Regions from separate parts of the Hordeum vulgare genome. Here region 2 is linked to region 1. Evidence: chromatin contacts called from public Hi-C data. All regions are on one chromosome and are shown on one strand. Each heading gives the region's core, a stretch centred on a gene start, on an enhancer-like site or on the middle of the called end of the contact. The rest is flanking DNA. Distances are from core to core; before and after follow the strand shown.

Region 1 (7,519 bases), core at 4,562-7,061:
TATCTCCCCCTAATGCCAGAAATGTCCTTATTGTTGATGCAATCAGCATACGGGCTATGAATAATTTTGATTGATGGATAAATTTTTATTCCTCACATAGATCCCTAATTTTCTGTGAGAGCCCATTGATGTATGCTGGAGTGGTGATATCGGTATGTAACCGAATTATCGCAGATAGGAAATACTTTGTTGATTTCCACGTAATTACTACAAGGGGAAAGTAGTATGCTATGCAGTTGGTATGATTTATATCATACTTACGGTGTATAATGTCGTATTTGTCTAACATGAGGCTAGTAAATTACAATTCTATAAGTTTGGTCATATTATTAATTTCACTATCTTTGATAAGATATTGAACTAAACCATTATGTGTATGTACATAAAGTATTATATATAATCAGACATTTCTTGTGAAATGAGTTCAATGAAGTTGTCCATTCGAATGGATTTATCCCTTGTTTAGGATAATTTGCTCTTACTTTGATAAGTTGAGCGATTAATTAATTAATATCATTCATGGTTGTGTGTGACTAGAGACACACTTGAAATCATTTTATAAATGTTTCTATGAGTACCATGAAGTATCTCAATAATCCCACATAATGGTTAAGTAATCCACATATATCTTCTGATTGTGTTCAAGGAAGAAAGAGTGGCTCATTTAGAATCTTAAGGTGAGAGTGCCTTAAAACTGATTTCCCCTATGGCACATGCGATGCACATAAAATATCATGATTTGGGAAATATCGTAACTTAAAGAAGTTATGACCAATATAATTGCCAATAATTTTTCTAATTAACCCCAAACCGGGATTGTAAGGCTTATAACCAAATATTTTGTAAGATTTAGAAAATTATTTTGTACGCAACAAAAATGAGTATGAATTGATTCATACATTCAAAATTTATCAAATATAATGTCCAAGAAATAGGATATTGAACATTGCACTACATGTAGTAGTACAAGTATAGGCAAACAGTATTTTGGAAATAATCAGGATATTACATGAGGCCTCCCATATTAATGAAAAATGAATTACGCAAACATATCATAGGCGCAAATGAATTGGTCATTCTTTTCTTGCACTATGTTTTTGGTTCTCCTTCTGATGAAGATTCGAGAACATCATTTACCAGAATAGTTTTTGGTCGTATGTTTGCAAATTTAAAAATATCCCAATGAATTTATTTGCCTTTTAATAAATTCGAGGTGTGGTTTGACCATATGTTTAAGGGTTTGGTAATCATATGTATGATATTTATGTAACCACACATTTGACAAACTTAAGAGTTGTCTTTGTGATCATTTGGAAATGATCAATTCAAAACTAAAAGGTAATTCTGTCATTGGTTGTCTTTAGCCTCCACTTTACTTTGAATTTCTCATGGTTCTATTTTATGACCATTGACTTGCTTCTCAACACTAGCAAATATTTTGAAATAATGGTATAGCACCCGTGGGTGAATATGATGATTTTAAGAAATAATATGTTTCTTTACCATGCAAAATGGTAGTACCATCATAAAGAGATGTAAAGTGTATCAAGGGATTTTCAACCCGATCTGCATATGAAAATGTGTGATCATGAGATCTCAACTTGAAGTTGATTAAGTGACAGAATTGTGAGCTCCGACAGATTTGAAGTCTTGAAAACTAAATGATGGTCATCCACGATGTGCTCATGGGGGATATTACTCTTAAGGGAAATATTCCAAGACAAATAAACATTCATCCATTATGTACTTAGTTTGAGAACCAAGTGAAGTTGGTGACATATAAAATGCAATATGTACATACTTAGCTATTAAGAGAATGGCCATAACACATTTTCCTAAAGGTGGAGTTATAGTGGCAATAATACCGTGAATGTATACAATGACTGATGTCATGAATCATCTTAAAATAAATACTCTCACCTAACATGAATTTAGAGCATTTGGAAATGCGAGACATGTGTTACATGAAAATGCGCATGCATTCATTTTAATTTACTTCTATGAGTAAGAGATATATGTTGATAAAATGATTTGTTTGAGAACAATCATGGCCAAGGTGATCCTTGGTGAACCTAGGATGTAAACCTTCAATATAGTGCATGCGATGAAATCATTGCTAATATTTTGGGCTTCATTCGTGAGAAAATTGTGACTTTAGAGTCACAGCCAAAACATATAGACTTGCATGCTTAACATTGGTTAGTCACTATGAGATTATAACCACGATGTGATGTGGACCTTGCGAATATGTTGAGACACTCAATCATTGCCATAAATTATGGGATCCATCTTGATGGATGGACAACACTGTAATTGGAAATAATGATGTAGGCTCCATTGCCATGTATTTTACTAATGTAATAGAAGGTAATCACATATATATGCAAATATTTTCATAGTTTCCTATGAAATATTCAAGCATAATGTCCAAGAACAATATTTTTATATGAGAGTAAAATATTTTAGTGAAAACAACAATAAATGCTTCGGAGGAGCAAATTTTAGTACGGCTGATGCCTTGTAGCCATATGTGTAGACCTCAATTTATATAGGATGCCACTTTGAAGATAATCACCAATATGGTGTAGATCTTGCAGTAATAGAAAACATAGTCCGACTTTTGTCAGTAGATGTTCATAATTCTATTACCTTATGTTATGCTATATTTAATAAAATCACTTTGAAGACAATCATATGTTAGAATGACGTGATGTACAACTTTGCAGTAATAGTGGATAGTCTGTAAATTTTTACAGTAGATGCCAATATTATCTTATAGTATCTAGAGGTAGTCACATCTAATATTAGTATTTGGAAGAGCGCTTTAAAGGTAATCATCTTGTAAACACAAACAAGATGTAGACCTCATAGCAGTGATGAATAATCTATGAATTGTGCAGTACATGTCATCAATACCTTGTGATTCACAAATAAAAATTTGGGCTATGTACACATATTTGGAAGAGCACGTTGAAGATAGCCGTCTTGCCAAAATGACAAAACGTAGATCTTACAGTAGGGATGGATAATCTGCAAAAATATGCAGTAGATGCCATCAAATACCTTGTAATTCACAAATAAACTTGGATGCCATCGTATTAAGTATGAGACTATGTAATCCTTGTTTTGAATTACAATAAGATTTGCAAAAATTAAAATTAATTGCAAAAATAGTTGTTCTCCTAAAACGCATGCCTTAGGAAATGTTTGCGGCAAAGACATATATATTGTCTTAAATTCCGAAGGAATAAATGCACGCAAAAAATTCTTTTGCATTAGTATTACTGTGGTAATACATATGGATGCAAACCTTAATAATTTACATATTCATGTAATATATGAAAACCAGAGGGCTTCAAAGTGTAGCCAACATATTCTATAATTTCATTCACAGAAAGTATAACGATTAATCTGCAAAATATTCTAAGCCTGATGGCTCAATGGGGATATGTAAGAAATTGTCTTCCTTTGCGTGGATAAGAATCAAACTGATTCGTTTGGGTCGCCATCGGGGAGGATGCTGCCTTGTGGCTGGCGCCAGGGCGCCGCGGTCAAGCGTGAGCGAGAGGTCGGGTCGTCGTGTTGGACGACGGTCGCGTCTAAGGATGCACCACCGGGACTCGTGTCTTGTCCGTTGGAGCCGGCCGATGGCCATGACGGGGCTGCGCGTCGGAGGATAGCGACAGGGTCGAGGGTCGTCGTGCGCTCCGGGATGGAGGCCGTCGTTTCGTTGAGGCCGGTGTTGCCTCTCGTTGTCGGGGTGTCTCGCATGGATCGAGACCTCGCCACGCCGGACGTCATATTTGCAAGTAGAAGAAACGCTTTCGCAATGTGGATGAAGTGCAGTAACAACAACGCTTGTTCATGTGCTTCAATGGAAGAAAAGAAAATTGGAGAACGGTCTCGTACTTCTTCTCTTTGTAGTTCATGATTGATCGATTCTTCGTGAGATTCACGTGAGTGCATAGAGATAAACAATCCATTATTAGATTATTAATTGATTGCAAGAAGATAAGATCAAATAGTCAATCAATCTCCTCCTTAGTATTTTATTTCTTTCGCATGAGGAACATCTCGTCTTCGCCATGAATTGCTTGATGGCTGAAACTCCAGCAACCAACTTCTCCGGCCATCTTCGGGGGAAATTGTAGAATCGGCGGAGTGGCTTCCGCTCTTGGTAGAGGCTAACGTTGGTGATAACGTGTTAGAGTAAAATGAGATTGAATGAAAGTGAATGGATGATCAGTCCTGATTTTTATTGATTCTCAAGTATATATACATCTGGAAGAGGTGGGAATAACAGGTGTCTGTTCGGAGGCATTCCTCCAGAACAGGTGCCTGTTGGCAATAGAGAGAGGGAAGAGACATGCATGTTTGGAGTTGGATACACCCTTTGCTAATTAATTTCTAACACGTGTGACACACGACGCACGGACGGGCATGGGAAGGGGGGAGGGAGGGTCGCCGCCCTATGAAGATGACCCCGGACACGCCCCTGTGATCCACCCGTCATGGACCACCCAACTGAGTTGCCCGAGTCCGAGCCGTGTGGGTAAATCAAACGCCTTAGAGAGCCCAAGAAGCCCCCCCCCTACACACACGCCTCCCAACACGCCAACTGGAATCAGACGACGTGGAGGCTCTCACAACCTGCAAGGCGCCTAGGAAGGCGGGTACTCGAGCATTCTTTATACAAGAGTAATGATTATGGAAGATGTTTCGCATCTACACGCCGGCGGAAGCGTTCCGCTGGTCGCTATCGCTCGCTCTGTCAGATCCCCCGCTCGCATCCAGTTTTCCCCCTTTCCTCTCTCCTTATTCCTCTCGTCTCCGTTGGATCCATTTTGTTTCCGTCAGATCCAGGTGGACGGAAAAGCTACATCCGGCTACACGAGAGCTGCAACCGATAGAGAGACGAGCTGCAAACAGAAAGGCGGCGGGGCGGGTGATCCCATGGCCGGCAAGTGAGTTTACTGCAGGAGGACCTACACGGATGGTGTCGCGAATGCTACAACCACGTACCACAAAAGCTAGAAGCGTCCAAAAAAAGCTACAACCGTTGATCAGAAAAGCTACAACCACGCCCGCGAGAGTTGTAACCAAAGTTCACCGAAGTTGTAGCCTGAGTTGCAACCATGATGGAAAAATGTTGCAACCATTATACAAATTTTCTACATCCGACATTCTGTTTTGTTGCAACCGTATTGTTTTTTTGCTACAATCGTTGGCATGGCCGAGTTGCAACCATGATGAAAAAATGCTACAACCATTATACAAATTTGCTACATCCGTCGTTCTGTTTTGTTACAACCGTATTGTTTTTTTGCTACCACCGACAAAAAAAATTTGCTTCACGGGAGGCGAGATGTTGGTGGTGGGTTGCTGCGAACCACAACGTCGACGACGAGCGTGGTGAGTAGACTGACGATGGGACGACGACGATGAGCACGCGGGAGCCCGCGGGGCTACCCGCAGACGGCGACGCGTGCGAGATGTAGGGGGAGGCGAAGGATCAGGATGTTGGTTGAGCTGCGTGAGGAGGACGAATGAGCAGGGGGAGATCCAACGATGCAGAAGCCTCCAATCGTACTGCTGCGCTGCGACCTGTGCGAGTTTTCAGGCCGGCCCGCGCCCAGTACTGCCGCGCGCCAGTACTGCCCAATGTTTATAGCCTTATCATTATCATTAGTGCGGGGAAACTTGGACGGTAGGATTTCATACGTTCCAACATGAACCGTCAGATTTTGCTGGGCACTTGGGATCCCCGGATGTGTATCCAAAACCCAATCCAATCCAATCCAAAGCCATCCTCCCTCCTTTCTTATCCCAAACACAACACTCGTGTAGCTCTCCCCTGGTCGAAGCAGAGGCATTTCGACGAAAATGTCGCTCGTCACAGCCTTTCTCGCGGGCTCAGCGGCGCCGGCGGTCGCGCCACGGTCCGCCCGCCCGTCGGTGGGCTTCTTTGGGGTCGACGGAGGGTGCGCGCTGTCGGTGGAGTGCTCGTCGCGGCCGCAGAAGAAAGGGACCAAGCACCATATGAAGACGCGGCCCAAGAAGACGCAGCGGTGGGACATCAAGCGCCGCCCCATTCAATACGAGCCGCTGCCGGCGCTTCCCGATGACTGGACGCTTGTAGCTGCCGGCGAGAAGGAAGATGAGTCGCCGCAGGATGCGGAGACCACGCCCGCCGCCGCCGTCGAGGTCGAGGTGGTCGCCGCCCCTGCCGCCGCAGACTGACGCCGTGAAGTCCACTGCGTCCTCTCTGTATTTTATTTCCTTGAACTCTCCGCACGCATGGTTTTTGCTTGAGACTATTCACTGCTGTTACACTTCGCAATTACAATCCTGAATTCTACTGGAGTGAAAGGTTCAAGTGCTTGCTTTGCTCGATGATTTATGGTTTCACGTTGTGTGTATTTCGATTTTACCTAGTGTTTCTCGGTTCGACCATGGGTTGGTGATAGGCTCAAGCTGTCAAAGCATTACAAAGGGGCAACAGGAATGTGGCTACGACAAAATGCTGGTGGGTAAATTCTTTTGAGTGCTGCCTAGTATATACCATCTCCCAGATTGATTTTTGGTGGTATGTCTGAGCTGGAGACATTGGTTATAAGAAGTACATTTGTGACCACACTCTCTCAAAGCTAAAATACCTTCGCACATGTCTCGTGCCTAGTGATAATGTGCTTCCCAGCAGTTATGACATGAGGAATTGATCAGCCCTTGAAGGGATTTTGCTTGGCAACTTACAAGAGCTATGCGCAGAAAAAGTATGTTCATGACTTGGATGAGCATGGTGTGAAAGCGCCCACAGGGATTGGGAGAATGAAGGCCCTGCATACACCTAGTGTTGTCAACACTGCATGAGGTAAGTCCATTCTGAAGGATCTGAGTGAGCTTACTCAGTTGCATAAGCTTGGGACGGAGTGACCGGCATCAACAAGAAAAGCTGCAAGGAGCTCTGCTCTGTTACCATCGACCATGCCTGTTTGATGTCCGTATCGATGTACTCTTGAGGGTGAGCCTGGGTTAGAACTTAGAAGGATGTCTAGATAAATTGTCCCCACCTTCAGATGGCCTTCATAGCCTTAAGTTGTATGGCTATCTAGTCAAATTGCCATTGACCACATGGATCGAATAGCTACAGTGCTAGCCATGGTAACTCTATGGAATACCCAAATGAGTCATGTTGACATAGTACTAGTAGTAATGGGAAAGCTGACAAATCTTGTCATTTCTACGTCTTCATAACAAGTCGTTTGAAAAGGGAGAACTCCACTTCCATTTTCAACCCGAGACCTTCGCAAGGCAAACAATTTCTTGAGCTTGCAAACCTATTTGGCCTTAAACCGAACAAGTTTGAAGAAAAAACAACTCCTAAGCTTGAGCTGCTACAGGTACACGATTGTTCTGTAAGCGACACCAAGGGGTTCTCTAGGATACAAATTTTACCAAGTCTAAAGGAAGTTTCTATCAATGGCGATAACAGTGGCTTTGGTGAAAAGTTCAAGAAAGC
Region 2 (7,571 bases), core at 1,407-3,906, 390 kb after region 1:
CCAACCATACCTGCTGGTTGTACCCCAGCGATCCAGCATGGTGTGGAGAGGAGGCCGCCATGAACTGTGGTGGTCGTGGGGGTAACCCGGCTCCAGGTCCAAATATGGCAGGCGGTGGAACGAATTGTGCCGTTGGTCACAAGAACTTCATAGGCGCTGGTGCTTTTGTCTGCTTGGACTGTCCTCCCTACTCCCAACGGGCACCGGTGCTGGTGGTGGAGGTCGGCGGGCTTACGTCTAGGTTTGGGATGTGGCGATTGGCGGACGTTTTTGGGTGGCTTGGGAGTTGATTTAGCATGGAAGGAGCGATTAATGGTGGAAGAGAGCGAGAGATTTGGCACGAAGACCATGATTTATCGCGAAAGGGACGCAGGAGGGCCATGGCGCGAGTGATCAAGAGGAAGAATGAACTGCGAGCTCTTGCGCTTGAACAGACTGCAAACGGGCTCTATTTTCTACTTTTTTAGGGTCTCTATTTTATAGTTTGGTTTATTTTCGGAAACTCCTACCTAGCGCTCGCTGCGTCAAGGGGACGCTCCCATGCAAAGGGGAGCGCCCGACTCGGTCGGCCCAACTTTTTTTTTTGTCCACGAAAATCAGATAATTTACTTTCTTTCTTTTTTCTGTTTTTTCTTTTTTGTTATTTCCGTTTTTTCTTTTTTGGCCCGTTTTCCTTTTTTTCTATTTTTATCAAAGCGAACAAATGTTGAATTTCTCAATCATTTTTTTAAAACGTAAATGATTTTTAAATCAGAGAGCAAATTTGAAAGCGCAAACAATTTTTTAAAGAACGAACATTTTTTTAATTTTGAGAATAAATTTTAAAACCAAGAACAATTTTGAAAAATACTTAACGAATTTGGGACGACGAACAATTTTTTAAAGCACGAACATTTTTTGAATCTTGGGACCAAAATTTTGAAATGGAGAACAATTTTGAAAACCCCAAACAAATTTGGAAGTCTGAACAATTTTTAAAAGCACGAACATTTTTTGAATCTGAAGAACAAATTTTGAAAATAAGAACATTTTTTGGTTCGTTTTTTATTTCCTTTTTCCATTTCTTTTGTATTTGAAGCAATAAGATTTTTCCAATTTGAAGAACAATTATGAAAAATCGTGAACAAATTTGGAAGTGCGAACAATTTTTTAAAGCACGAATATTTTTGAATCTTGAGAACAAAATTTTACAAAGCAGAACAGTTTTGAGAAACTCCGACAAATTTGAAAGCGCGATTTTTTTTTAAAACACGAACATTTTTTGAAATTTGAGAACAAATTTTGAAACCGAGAACATTTTTGAAAAACGTGAATAAATTTAGAAGCGCGAACAATTTTTGAAATCATGAACATGTTTTAATATTTAGAACAAAATTTTGAAAAGGAGAACGATTTTCAAAAACCATGATCAAATTTGAAAGCGCGAGCAAATTTGTAAAGCACGAACATTTTTGAATTTTGAAAACAAATTTCAAAACCGTGAACAAGTTTGGAAGCGCGAAAAGTTTTTTTAGAGCACGGACATTTTTTGAATCTTGAGAACAAAATTTAGAAATGGATATCAATTTTGAAAAGCCCCAAACAAATTTGGAAGCGCGGACAAATTTTTAAAGCACAAACATTTTTTGAATTATGAGAATAAATTTTGAAACAGACAACAATTTTGTAAAAACTTGAATAAATTTGGAAACGCGAACAATTTTTTAAAAGCACGAATTTTTTTTAATCTTTAGAACAAAATTTGGAAAAGGGGAACAATTTTGAAAAACCACAAACAAATTTGAAAGCGCGAACAAATATGTAAAAGCACGAACATTTTTGAATTTTAAGAACAAATTTTGAAACCGATAACAATTTTGAAAAATAGTGAACGAATTTGGAAGTGTAAACAAGTTTTCTAGAGCATGGATATTTTCTGAATCTTGAGAACAAATTTTTGAAATGGAGGCCAATTTTGAAAACCCAAACAAATTTAGAAGCACGAACAAAATTTTAAAGCATGAACATTTTTCAAATTTTGAGAACAAATTTTGTAATCGAGAAAAGTTTTGAAAAATCCTAAACAAATTTGAAAATGCGTACAATTTTTTAAAGCATGAACATTTTTTAGATTTTGAGAACAAGTTCTGAAACGAAGAACAAAATTGAATCTTAAGAACAAATTTTGGAATGAAGGGCAATTTTTTGAAATTATGGAACATTTTTTAAAAATCAAGAATATTTTTTGATAATTCAAAAACATTTTTTGAAACAGAAACCGAAATAAAAAAGAAACGAAAAAAATAAAAAAAATAAAAAATAGAAAAACCTATTCAGAAAACTTTGTAGAAGTTTCCCAAAACCGGAAAACTGGTAGAAACTTCAAAGGTTTCCAAACTACGAATAGGATTTTCCTCTATTTTGTAGTAGTTTGGTGCGTTATAGACGTGCGATAAAATAAACGCTGGCTTTGCTCTCTCTCTTTTTTTTCCCCCTCTTCCTCTCTCAGGGTTGCTCTAACCAGGCCGTATTTGCCGTAGCGTTTAGTGTGGACCCATGGCCCTTTTTGTTTAGTGTGGACCTATGGCCCTTACGTGGCCGTTTTCTGGCCATAACTCACACCACCTCGTGAAGTGCCTGCCAAGACCCAATTTATACACCATCAACCCTGAGACCCAATCACCCAAACAGCCCAGTAGCCAAAAGCTCCAGCCTTCCTACACCGAGAGCACCCAAAGTGCAGGCGCAAGTTTGATCAACCCCCGCATTCCCTCCCTCTTCTTTCGTCCCCGTCGAACCGTCTCCCACCGCGCGATGGCGCCGACCGCAAGCCCTAGCCCAGGCCCGGTGGTCACCGCACCGGTCCACCAAGCTCGCGTGCGGGTGCTCCACCCGGGGCAGGGCCTGCCCCCTGCTGGCGCGAAGCCTGGCCCGGTGGTCTACTGGATGCTGCGAGACCAGCGGCTAGCCGACAACTGGGCGCTCCTCCACGCGGCGAGCCTCGCCGCCGCTTCCGCGGCGCCGCTCGCCGTCGCGTTCTCCCTGTTCCCGAAGCCGTTCCTCCTCTCCGCGCGCCGCCGGCAACTCGGATTCCTCCTCCGTGGCCTCCGCCGGCTCGCCGCCGACGCTGCCACCCGCCGCATCCCCTTCTTCCTCCTTACCGGTACGCCTTTCGCCTTGATCCCCTTCTGGTGGCCGACTTTATAGGCTCCGCTTTTCGAAAAAGGGAATCGATTTCCCGGTACGAGAAATGTACTGTAACCGTTTAATAACGTTTCGCTGACAGGTGGGCCCACTGAGATACCAGCGCTGGTGTGGCGGCTCGGGGCGTCGGCGCTGGTCGCCGACTTCTCACCGCTCCGGCCGGTTCGCGAGGCGCTGGACGCAGTGGTCGGCACGCTGGGGCGGGATGCTGCCAGTGTGGCTGTTCACCAGGTAGAATTCGAATCGGAATCACAAGGGAAGTTGCAGTCGTTTTCAGCGGAATTCGACTGAGAGACATGCGGGCTTTGTGGCATTGGCACACAGGTAGACGCGCACAACGTGGTGCCGGTATGGGCGGCATCGGGGAAGCTGGAGTACTCTGCCAAGACCTTCAGAAGCAAGATGAACAAGGTCTTGGACGAGTACCTGGTCGAGTTCCCCGAGTTAGCACAGGTGGTGCCATGGGACAGGGAGCAGCCAAAGGACATTGATTGGGATATGCTGATTGACACGGTTTGCAGGTCCGGATGCGTTGCGACAAATTTACTGCATATGTGATTTGGACTGAAGAAATTTGTTATGAGTGGTGTTTGATTCTTTGCTGATGTTGCAGCCAGGCAGAGGACGTGCCTGAGATTGACTGGTGTGAGCCGGGCGAGGCGGCGGCAATGGAGGCACTTCTGGGTACCAAGGATGGGTTCCTAACGAAAAGGATTAAGAGCTATGATTCGGACCGGAATTATCCCACAAAGCCAACGGCATTGTCTGGCCTCTCTCCCTACCTGCATTTTGGGCATATTTCAGCACAAAGATGTGCTCTCGAGGCAAAAAAGCGTCGCCATCTTAGTCCCAAGGTGCCATTGTTTTCTTTGTCAAGCTTTTGGTTTGAGACCCATGCAATAAAATAATATATCATTAGATGTCAGAATATATTTCTTCTTAATAGTACCAAACTGCAAATCTGAAATATCAATTGTTTGGGAACAGTCAGTGGATGCTTTCTTGGAGGAGCTGATAATAAGGAGGGAGCTAGCCGACAATTTCTGCTACTATCAGCCTCACTATGATTCGGTAGCAGGTGCTTGGGAGTGGGCGAGGAAGACACTGAAGGATCATGCTGCCGACAAAAGAGAACACATTTACACGTAAGATACTATTTGGGCTATATATGTATATCTGCTTGTCAGCAGTGAGGCAAAAGGCTCCTTAACTAGAATTTACCTTGGCTTGCAGGAGGGAGCAGCTTGAGAATGCAAAAACAGCTGATCCTGTATGTTTTAAAAAACACGTTCTACTACTGGAGATAACTCTCATTTACTAATCGAGTTATGTGTTCTCTTCCTTGATTCTTCATCAGCTCTGGAATGCATCACAGTTGGAGATGGTCCACCATGGAAAAATGCATGGATTCATGCGGTAAAATAAATTATGCCTAGTTGCCTACTTTAGATATCATATTTTTAATGCATTTTATTTGATATTTCATTATTTTGATGTCATTTGGGCTGGTATGAATTGCGTGAGATTATTCTTGTTGCTAAAAATATGAAAAACTAAACTAATTATGCCCTATAAATACTCACTCCCTTCCTAAATATAAGTCTTTTTAGAGATTCCACTATGAACTACATACGGATGTATGTAGACATACTTTAGAGTGTGGATTCATTCATTTTGCTCCGTATGTAGTCCGTAGTGAAATCTCTAAAAAAAAACTTATATTTAGGAACGTAGGAAGTATAATCCAGGAACGGTGGCAAATCTGTGCGATTTAGCCCATGAAGATCTTGCAGGTCCAAGTAGGTGGCAAATCTGAGCGATTTAGAAAAAGAACATTTGAGCACCTATGCTCCACTTTCATCTTGGGGTCACAAGCCGTGTAGTTTACTTCTGCAGTTAAGTTCATTGTAAAGCATACTGCTCTGCCCTGATATGGTGGTTTTCTGCAGAATGTATTGGGCCAAAAAAATTCTAGAATGGACCAGTGGACCTGAAGAAGCACTTTCAATAGCAATATATTTGAATGACAAGGTAATTTTGAGATGTTTGGCAACATTGTAGAGTTTATTATTTTACATTTCTCGGTGCTGGCAAATAGCTTCAATTCATAAAACACATGAAGCACATCATACAGTCATAATGAGTGAGAAACTAAACTTGCCAAATTTTAGTGTAAGATCCTATGCATTTACAGATCTCCTGAAAACACCGAACCATCAGTTGCAAGAGCCTACATTTGATTAAATTTGTTTATAGTACTAATTATGGGACAACAGAAATCGTGTTGATATGTGGCATAACAAGTGAAGTTGACGCCGGGTTGAAATCAGCTGATCACTGCAAACTCTGGCGAAACAAGTCCAGCAGCCATGGGTATCACCTGGACAATCCAAAGGGATCACATAGCAATTAGAAGCATCACAGCCCGATCCAACGCACTTTAGTTACCAACTAGTGTGCACGCAGATATTGTCTCCCTCCAGTCATGGCAATTTTCTGCTTTTCTAGACTCTGAAAAATAACCTGCCCCCTTGTATGACCAGCTAGGCCTTTATTTATAGTGCATCCAGGCACAATGCTATACTGTCTAGGACTCTGTTTCCATGCCCAACAGGAGCATCAGACTAGGACTAATATTTTTAGAACAGACATGAGGACAAAACTGCTTCAGCTACCATTTTGGTAATGTAGTGCACAACTAGATTACCAACTAATACTCGTATTTTACGAAAACCTATGAACCGACTAACTCAACGGCCAGCCTTAAAGAAACTTCCCTGATTCCATGCCCATCACGAGCATCGGGAGAGGCTTCAGCTACCATTTTGAGCAAAGGGTTGAAGTTTTGAAACGGTGTGTGCTATTTTCAGAAGGTTTTCTTGCCTGACTTTGTTCAGCTTAGAATTGTACTTTGTCTAATTTGTTCGATGGCATTTAGCTTGTCAATACCACCAAAGATGTTGTCATGAGTTTATGACCTACAAGTATTTCTGTCGCCTATGCTGGAGAGAAGAACATCGTTTAATGTTCTTTGTGAATGGTGATTGTTCTGAAGATGTTTTTGTAACTCTTCAGTAATTTCCTTTTAGTCACAAGTGGCAAATAGATGTCCAAGTTACGTCTAATAATCAAGAGAAATTTTGCTTGGTTGGTTCTTTTACAACAAGTTAGATGTAAGATGTCCATTACAAGGGGAAAAAGATCCCCAGGTGATAGCTTGAAACTATATCGTAACCACCATTTTATGTTTCCTAGTTCATGTTATTGGCTGTTCACTTTTAAGTACTTGGAATGATTGGTAAGTCTTTTTAGAAAGCTAAAAAGTTCTGCTTCTCATTGCATTGCTACAAATAAAATGGTTACAAAGCTAAGACTAGGCATAGCAACTGAACACAACCACGGAGGACGACAACTAACAACCGTTAGACAGTCGTTAGTTGTTACAACAGACAAACCATCAACAAACCATCAACCGGCACCGGCCGTAATCTGTTGCAGTATGTGTTTGAACTAAATCTTTGGAATTAATCTGTTGCAGTATCACATAGACGGCAGGGACCCCAATGGCTATGTTGGTTGCATGTGGTCTATATGTGGCCTCCATGATCAGGTTTGTAAGATCCTTTTTTGCATTTGAACCCTTGAAATCCTATTTGGAAGCGCATTTATTAATCACAGTTTGGAGGCTTGCGAGCAGTTTTTACAACCATACTATTTTCTTAGGGTTGGAAGGAGCGTCCGGTATTTGGAAAGATACGTTACATGAATTATGCTGGTTGCAAGAGAAAATTAGACGTTGATGCCTACATTTCTTACGTCAAAAGATTGGTTGCTCAACGCAAGAAAAGGAAATTGGAGGAATCTCTGAATTCAGCAGCCAAGTACTCAAAGTCTGAGGACTAGTCCAACTACTAACTGTACTTCCGCATTGATTTTGATTCTGGTCTATAGTGGTAATTGGCAGTTAATGACTAACTTAAATATTGTAATTAATTGTTTGTTCATTTTAACTTGTGGGTCACATAGGCATTTGATCACCTAACACTCCAACAATAAGAATGTAGAGGCATGCTCTTTCGCTCCATGATGCACTTTTGAGAAACCTTCGATGTATCTTCGTACCCACGTTGTCGCATCCTCTTACCATGCTTCTCCATGAGAAACTAGACCATCGCCCCCTCTTGCTCCCTCAATGATGATAGCATCTCAGAACTCTGAGGTGCAATGACATGTGACAGCCCGAGACCGACGTTCCAAAAGATTCCCCCTTTATTCCGTTGCCGCCGTGCGGTTGGATTGTCTATCACATTCATCATCGCATCATCCGCATTGTATTGGTGTTCTGTTGCCACCAGTTTTCAAAACTTGCATCCGTTAGTAGCCTTCGG

Evidence for each region. Hi-C and Micro-C count contacts between places; a contact is called where the count stands out from the background.
Region 2: a contact with region 1 is called in a Hi-C map of seedling, with 4 times the contacts expected there. The contact joins the promoter of LOC123412665 here to the promoter of LOC123407793 in region 1. A contact is called at or near these places in 2 of 6 Hi-C or Micro-C datasets (leaf and seedling).

What each region holds. Positions count from the first base shown.
Region 1 is chr7H:218,179,469-218,186,987 of MorexV3_pseudomolecules_assembly, forward strand. It overlaps LOC123407793 (50S ribosomal protein 6, chloroplastic), which reads left to right and starts at 5,812. Exons shown (of 1, transcript XM_045101012.1): 1 at 5,812-6,393. The coding sequence starts at 5,884. The coding sequence ends at 6,240.
Region 2 is chr7H:218,568,397-218,575,967 of MorexV3_pseudomolecules_assembly, forward strand. It overlaps LOC123412665 (deoxyribodipyrimidine photo-lyase), which reads left to right and starts at 2,657. Exons shown (of 10, transcript XM_045105612.1): 1 at 2,657-3,142; 2 at 3,266-3,414; 3 at 3,508-3,704; 4 at 3,797-4,037; 5 at 4,171-4,328; 6 at 4,417-4,453; 7 at 4,541-4,599; 8 at 5,133-5,214; 9 at 6,722-6,793; 10 at 6,907-7,285. The coding sequence starts at 2,794. The coding sequence ends at 7,086.